Linked DNA regions of Mus musculus: region 2 is linked to region 1. Evidence: chromatin contacts called from public HiChIP or PLAC-seq data. All regions are on one chromosome and are shown on one strand. The core of a region is the stretch at or near the end of the contact, and the rest is flanking DNA. Distances in the headings are between cores, read along the strand shown. Region 1 has its middle 53 kb from the start of C330011F03Rik. Region 2 has its middle 54 kb from the start of Gm41600.

What was found. HiChIP or PLAC-seq counts read pairs in DNA pulled down with a chosen protein or histone mark.
Region 2: a contact with region 1 is called in a CTCF HiChIP or PLAC-seq map of CD8 T cells, with 5 read pairs. The contact joins two enhancer-like sites. A contact is called at or near these places in 1 of 15 datasets of contacts at CTCF or cohesin (CD8 T cells) and 1 of 115 datasets of contacts at active chromatin or transcription factors (large pre-B cells).

What each region holds. Positions count from the first base shown.
Region 1 is chr17:51,393,825-51,397,698 of GRCm38.p6, forward strand. No RefSeq gene overlaps it. Among named protein-coding and RNA genes, the nearest start is that of C330011F03Rik, 53 kb to the right of the region's middle. Within about 2 kb of position 2,332, at least 8 of the 459 cell types and tissues checked have an H3K27ac peak or open chromatin away from gene starts, as enhancers often do. A contact at or near this core is called in CD8 T cells, where this site is marked.
Region 2 is chr17:52,247,849-52,252,195 of GRCm38.p6, forward strand. No RefSeq gene overlaps it. Among named protein-coding and RNA genes, the nearest start is that of Gm41600, 54 kb to the right of the region's middle. Within about 2 kb of position 1,538, at least 13 of the 459 cell types and tissues checked have an H3K27ac peak or open chromatin away from gene starts, as enhancers often do. A contact at or near this core is called in CD8 T cells, where this site is marked.

The DNA.
Region 1 (3,874 bases), core at 1,082-3,581:
TGCTGGCAGGACAGAGCATGGACCTCTTTAGCCTCATCCTCTGTTGTTCTATGCACGGGCGCCAGACACTGGGGCTACTCGCAAGGCAAGGCTGGCAGCTGAAGAACCCAGATGCCAAGCTCTGGACTGGACTTCTGTTCTGTTTGTGGCTGGCCCCATCCCTGGCATCTGCCCTGGCTTTGCAGCAGCCTGTGCCCCGTCTGCAGAGCTGGGCTCGGGATTAGGCTTCTGTTGCTCTCATAGCCGTTCGGTCACTGTTTCCCTTTTGAATTATCCTTGATTATGAGGAATGTCCCTTTATGACACATTCCTCCCCGGGGGTCCGCTCAGATGTTGTGCCTGTGCAGCTACAAAGCAGGGTTTTCCAGCCATTGTTAGAAAGGAAGCTCACAGCATGGGAGCACTCTTCCAGCTTTAAGAAGATGTAAAATGAAACACAAAAGCTTGTGTTTCAAACACAAACCTTTGTTTTCCTCAATGAGAAGAAATATTGTGAGTTTCACTAAAACAAACCACTAACACACACACACACACACACACACACACACACTCGGCTGTGCATGCACTCTCTCTCTCTCTCTCTCTCTCTCTCTCTCTCTCTCTCTCTCTCTCTCTCTCTCTCCCCTGTACACACACACACACACACACACACACACACACCCTGATGAGGTGAAAGAGCTGATAAAAGGTGATTTGCCCATGCAGCATTGTCGAAATGATCTACTGGGGATTTGAATGTCTCACACCCAAATCCTATCCAGATGAATGATTTTTTTTTCATGATCTTTTTTTCTCAATTTCTACATCTGGAAAAGTAATTTCTCCCAATGACAATCTCTACAGCTTCAAAAGTCTCCAAAAAAAAAAAAAAATGAAGTCCTCGACATAATACCAATTGCTGGTCATGTTGCTTGTCACTTCATGAGGTCAAATACATTCCTGTGTTTCTTTAAGCCTATTTGCTCACCTATAAAATGGGAGGGCAATGCCATATTTTATGGGGTTACTATGAGTGTTAAAATACAGATACATGGCTTAGTATACTGCACAAAATAAAAACCTGAATGGATGCTTGCTAGTGTTAGGTTTTTCTATAGTCTGGAGCAAGAAGGATAACATCTACCAACGTAGAGACCTGTATTTTAATCTCATTGTTTGGTCCTTTTTTGCTTCTAAGGAAGTAAAAAAAAAATCCTTGAGACTCTTGGGACTCAGTAGGTTTCAGACAAGGTATATGGTGACTAGAAGTCTCTTCGGGGGTTCAAGGGCAGGGAAGACTTTGGGTTTAGCTGCCTGGACAAATTGTTTTAGAACAGTTAAGCTGAAATGTAGCCTTCACATATCACTCCTCATAAAAGGCATTTTCTGAGGTGGCTGACAAAGTAAATATATAGTGATACATACTGTGTAGCTCACTAAATATTTGGATCTCTAGACACCCTTGCCCTTTGGAAATAAGCTGTCACTAACTCACAAAGACAATATTAGCAGATGCAAGCATCCTGGGAGGATGGGTCATTACTGAATGAAACTTCAAGTCACTCACCAACCCATCTGCAACTCTTAAATGCTAGGGGGAGCTAGTACCAGTGTTCTGTAAAGGACTGCAAACACTATGCCTTTCAGATCATGTGGTTCATTAGGATACAATGAGAAATGGACACAAATAATCTGTAAATGAATGACTATGACTTGTTCCAATAAAACATTATTTATAAAACCATATACTGGCAGGACATCCATGAGCCAGTTTTCTGAGCTTTGGTACAATGGGTTAAACATGAGATGGGCAAATATACAGAATATTACAGTATAATCAATTTTTAAGTGGTTCAAAGTTTCCAAGTAGAGCATCTCTCATTTCTGATTTCTTTCTAGTTCATTATTCTCTGAACTAGACATATGATAATGTTAAGAAATGTGAAGAACTTACTAAGTGCCTACAAGTCAAGGGTTATATAATAGGAGGGGTAGAGATAGGCTAACGGGGTTTAAAAAGTACAGTTAGATACTTCATACTTAGAGAATATATGCTCCATTCAGCCAACCTCTGCCACAGGGGTCTTATGTCTATAATCCTAGAACATTTCAGTTTTCTGGTTAATTCAGGAACCTGGAAAAAAATTTCCTGAGATTTTACTATTTCCTAAGGGTGGAGATGGAATTTGAGGGTAGAGGATAGGTTCATCCAATCCCTACTACAGAAAAAGAAAACCTCTTTATTTTTTTATGAATTAAAAAAAAAAAAAAAAAAACGAGTACCACGGCACAGTCTGAAAATTAGAAGTCTGTGGCTGTGGCTTTTAACACCTCTGAGAACTTCTAGTTACCTTGAAGCACCGGAGTATTGATTCAGATCTGCCTCCTCAAAGTTACCACGTTGATCTAAACTGTGTACCCCAACAGTGGTACAGCCCAAGCCCCATGTGACTCATGCCCTGTGACATTGCACCCATAGTTTCTCACAGCAGCAACAGCATGGAAAGTGATCGGCACTGGCAGTTCACCACTGTCTTTTCTCTCTGTGCATTCAATCGATGTAGGTCTACAACCCAACAGAATCTCTTTCTCTTCCAAATAGTAAAACCTCATTTTGCTCTAACTGCTAACAATTCAGACTTGTTTTCTTCTTGAAGTGGGTCTAAGAGAAATTGACAATGTATCATTTACAAGTTTTATTCCCTGATTTAATGAACTCTTTAACTATAAGTTATTGACTAGGTGCGATAAACATGTATTATTTTTGATTGGACAATGTCAGAGTGCATTGTTTGTGGAAATACTTGGGGTGTGAGTTGCAGTGTTCACGTCTGTGCCCTAAGCCACAGACATTCGGACTGTTTGGGACTCATTTACATTGATCTTGGCTAAAATTCCTTTGTGGGAGGGAACCTGTATTCTAGGACTCTTTGGACCCATCAGAGCTCAACCCCTCCACCTTATTCGTATAGTAGCAGTTCTCCCAGAAATAGTCTATTGTGCCTGACAAGATAGCTGTTTGTCTAATCCTGACCTTGAGATAGCAGTTGCTCAGCCTGTAATAAGAATTTGTGGCTAACTAGCACCCAGGCCTGGTTTACATTTTATGTTATGAAAACCAAAATCAAGGGGCATCTGTTGATGTGGAAAAAATAACAAACCCAACCGCTGACATTTAACGCAGCATTTTAGAATGTCTGATGGTGGCCCATCCAGTATTCTAGGAAAAGGTGCGTGGGAATGAGTCGGCACAACCCTTGTGCCTCATAAGGCGTCTTGAAGTTTGATTAGATATTAACTAAAAGGCTGTTCTGTTTCTCTTTTATAGCTGCAGATGCAATGTGCTCATTTTATAACATATCTGCTGTTTGGGATAAATCACTAAGGACAGATGCTCATCACATTTCAGTTCAATAAAAATCTTTGCAGAGTCTGGGCAAACTCGTGGCTGGTTGCTTTAGGTCTCCATCCAGGTCATTATTTGGAAAATCAAATTCACAGAACAAAACAGAGTCACATTGAGGACATTGAAATTAATATTTTGTCTGTCTGTGCACTTGCCCTTGGTTTTTGGCAACTATGAGCCCGTAGGAGTGCCCTTTGGTGTTCCAACCTCTACCTTCATAAGCACATTCGGCATCTGTTCACCTTCTATGGTAGAACAGTGGTGAGCCTGCTTTCCCGTGTCGGACCCTTCAGGAACACTGTTTTTAAAGGTATTCAGCGGAAGAATTTGCTCTTGCAGAAGCCTGAAAACTCCATGCTCAGTCTTTTTGTGGCAGTAAATAAGTTTTCAACAAGCAAAATGCCACGTTGACTTAATAGTTGTGTGTACACTGCAGAGCTGTTGGTAAGTTTTGGACATCTTTCCTGTGCTGTATAACACATCTTTTGG
Region 2 (4,347 bases), core at 288-2,787, 850 kb after region 1:
TCATTCCTGTGCTCATTGCTGTGAATACTATATCACCAGACACTGCAAGCCAATGCATTTTTATAATTATGTTTTTAGAAAGCTTAGAAGAAGAAAGGAGAGCGAGTCTATATATGAAAAATGTTACATAAAGCTTCTCATTTAGCTCTCCTTGTCAGTTCATTTTTGTCTGCAGCTCCTGACTGACGGTGTGTACTCATCTCTACTGATGCTCTTCATTTGTGAAATGTGTGTGAGTTAGGAGTGAGGTCACTGGTCTTTATCCTTTAGAGCTTTTGGGTTTCTTTCCTTTTACTCATTGCTTTAATACTTTTTTTATTTATTTGTTTGGTTTGTGTATATATGTGTGTGTTTGTGTGTGAGTGTGTCTATGGGTGAAAATATGTGGGTCTGCCTGCAGTGGTGTGCATAAAGATATCAGAGGAAAAAGATTTTTTTTTCTAACATGTCGGTCCTGGGGATTGAACTCACTTATCAGGTTTTTCTTGAGAGAAGGTCTTATTGCATCTCTCAAGCTTCCCTGGAATTTATTATATATGTGAGACTTCTTTAAACTAATGGTCTTCCTGCCTCTGCTTTTCAAGTGCTAGGATCCTAAAGTCATGCACTCTTTAGTATTTCATGTAAAATGGGCTAGATAGAATTTTTTTTTTCTTTCAGGGTTTGTTTATCATAGAAGGTAGCCATGTTCATAGGTGTGTTTGAAAGGCCATTTTGTAGTGTTGGTCTTAATGATCAACAGTTTCAATTATTTTTTTGGCATCCACTGATTCAGATGGAAGGTCAACTGTCCATCTTTGGGTTTAAATTTCACCCACTCTTTTTCTCCAGCTCTGTTCAAGGGAGTCTTCTTATGTAAAGACAAAAAGCCACAGCAGGAGAGAGTCCATCCTTTCCTTGAAACTGTATTTTAAGCTGCTAACCTTTTGAAAGACTGCTGTCTCCTGTCCCTGGAGGAAGCAAAAAATTAATGTCCTTGGAGCGATAAGGGCCCCACCCTTGAGCACTAGGAAAGAGATGACCAAGTATTTCCAGCAATCAAAAATAGACATAACAGCTGTGGTTAGCTTGCAACAACCGGAAAGGACTGGTCCCAATAATAGGATGAGTTATTCCTTCCCAGGTCAAAGATGCCCTTTTCCAGATGTATGGTCTCTCCTTTTTGTCTGAACAAACGTTATCAGTTTGAAGGTTAAGGTTCCTTTACCCCTTTACCCAGTCATGTAACTCCAAGGCTTGAAAGCCCTAGCGTGTGCATTTTTCCCTATATAAGTCCTAAGTTCCTAGACCTGAGCATTGCATTCCAACCCTGTTGCACAAGGAGGGTTGTGGCCTGAGTCCAAACTCAAATAAAAAGACTCTTGTATGCTTGCATCAATTAGAGTTGTGGTCTCTGGTGATCTCACAGAGATCTCACCAACTGGGCATAACACTTATTTTTGTCTTCATAGGTTTACATATGGTGTGCATAGATGTGAAGCCCTTTGTTGTGTCTGTTTGTGGCTTCTTTAACTTTGTGAGTGTGCAGATGAACTCTTTTTTAAATGGATTTTGGGCAGTTTCAGTCTTTTAAGTTTTAGTTTCATTTTTACTCTCTCCTATCCTAGTAGCACCTGCTGTGTTAGTATATGCTATAGTGATCATAATTCCCATAGGAGATACCCATTTTTTTAGGCTCTTCATCCTCTGTGTTCCTCCGATTGAGCCATTCTGTTGATCTGATTTGAGGCACTCTAATGTCTTTTGCTGCCAACTCTGCTCTACAACGGAGCTGCTGTGTGACTCTTTACTAAGATTACTTTTACGATTATTTTAACTATTACCACTACATTCTACCATTTTCTATTGGGAAATTATTTCTATTTCTTTATGGGTTGACATTTATATGTTGACATTTCATTAAAGTATAATCAGACAAATCTGTCCTTTGTTCTCTTAGCGTAGTTTCCTTTAGTTCTTTGAGTATGGTTATCATGGCTACTTTGGTATTTTCATATATTAAATGTAACACACAAACCATTTGATTTAACTTCTTATGTATGTATATGTGTATGTATGTATGTATATATGTGTGTGCATCTGTGTGTGTGTGAAAAGAAGATACATACACACATATGTGACACTTGCTAGATTTTTTTTTTGTATTCATCTTTTCAGTGAAAAGTAGACATTATAGATAGCATAGACATTCTAGCTCCTGGTTCTCCTGATCTCAACATTACGATTGTGTTTGCCTGACCTTTAGTTCTGTTGTTAAGCAACAGAGGAATGGAATCTATGAGGTCTCTCCCAGCCACAGAATGTAGCCTAAGAATTGTTTCTTACAAGGTCACCCCAATCCTTATCATTCTGCCACCTGCAGAGATGACAGCGCTTCAACCTAGGCTCTCCTGCATCATCATCTCTTTCTGATTTCTCTGCTAGGCTTCTTACTTGATGGCTTGCATCATATCCTAGTTGTCTGCTATTACCCAATGATTGTCAGCCTTGGCACTGTTGTGTGTAATAAGGCCCCTGGTCATACCTTACCCCTTTGTCTTGCTGATTAACTTGGGGGTTATTTTAAAAGATCATTTTCTATGGCCTGTCTGAGAGGGTTGCTGAGACACTCAGAACTTCTGCTATCGTGTTCCATGCTTACTTCTCAGTGGTTTAATGTTTTACTTGCTGTTAGCATGCATGAGTTCATGCACGAGTGTGAATGGAGGTGCCCATATTCCAGTGAAAGCCATCAGATCTCCCGAAGCAGGAGTTACAGGCAGTTGTGACTTATCCAGTGTGGGTCTGAGGATCAAACCAGATCGACAAGAGCAGTACACATTCTTATCTGCTGAGCCAACTCTCCAGCTCCATTCTTTTCCTTAAAAAAAAAACAAAAAACAAAAAACTATAAACATCTTAGCAGATACCTCAAAGATAGCTAATAGTGAAAATTAGATTCGATATTTAATGAAAATTACTTCTTTAGTAGCTACTCAATAAAATAAATTTCTTTCTATTTCCTCCCTACCCTTGAGACATAGACTCATGTGACCAACATCAGAAATCTATCACTCTCCCTATTCCTTTGGTGAATGCTGACGTCGATTTTCAGGAATTCAGTAGTTATAGAGGATTTTTCTGACTGTGGCAAGGGGTTACTTCCTGAAATATTTGCTGAGCAGATGCACACTGATAGATCTGAAGTAAGAAGTAGAGCAGCACTCTACATTTGCATAATTAACAAAACACTGGCAAGTGGCCCTGTGCATAATTTAAAAAATGTTAATTCACTATTGTTTAACTTGACCCTGGAAAATATAAAATGGAAATATTTTCTTATAAAAATCACTTTTCTTCTGCTTTATGAACATTGTGTTTTGTTGTTTCATATCTCCTCCTGCTTTCCATCTCATAAGGATAAAATTTTCATAAACATGGTGGAGAGATGAATTTACAGATGAACTTATTTTGATGTTCTGAAGTATTGGGTTCATTGAAAATAGCAGAGTAAAAAAAAAAAAACATTAAGCATATCTAGATTTCAAATTTCCATTCCTCAAATGTACATAGAATAACATCTCTTAAGAAACTGGCAAACTCCTGCACTGTCAACATATCCCACTCCCTACAGCTCTGTGGTACTGCACCACCATGACTCATTGTTTATACTCTCATCCCAACAGGACCATGAGTACAAGGTCTGTTTTTCCCACATGGAGATATTTCTGAGAAGGAAGTCTTTTTGAAAAATATATAGTCTGTCTCTTTCTCAGCTAGACATCCTGAAAATCATCTGTTTAAATCTGATCAATGGAAGCAATGAGTGCATATGCCTGAAGGGCCCTGTTTGGCTTTGAGATCTGGCATATCCCTACTTCAGCATAATACCATGTATGATAGAATATTTTCATATATTTATCTCAAAATGCATGGAATGAGATTCCTTTTGTGTCAAATTAATTATTCTGTGTAGCTAGAATGAGGTGGGAAGAGAGAAAAGATGAATCTCAGATGGGAGGGATGGAATAGGGATGAGAGTCTTTAGCAAAGCTTGGAAAGGGACAGGAACCGGCATACAAATGGAGCAGAAGTACACAGAACAGGAGGACCTGACAGTAAAAATATCTTTCACCTAGAGACACATCATCTTCAAGATCCACATGATCCCAGAGCAACAAGACTTCAGGTATAAGTGACTATGGACCAAAATTCACACCAAACTGTTTTGTGTGGGCGTTTTTCATATAGGATGACATGTAGGCAGCACAAATGTGCTGAATATAAGTAGTTGTTTCAATAAAGAAATTAAATCATTCAGTAAGTCAGCAAAACTCCTAACAAATGTAATTCTCTGTGGATCTTCTC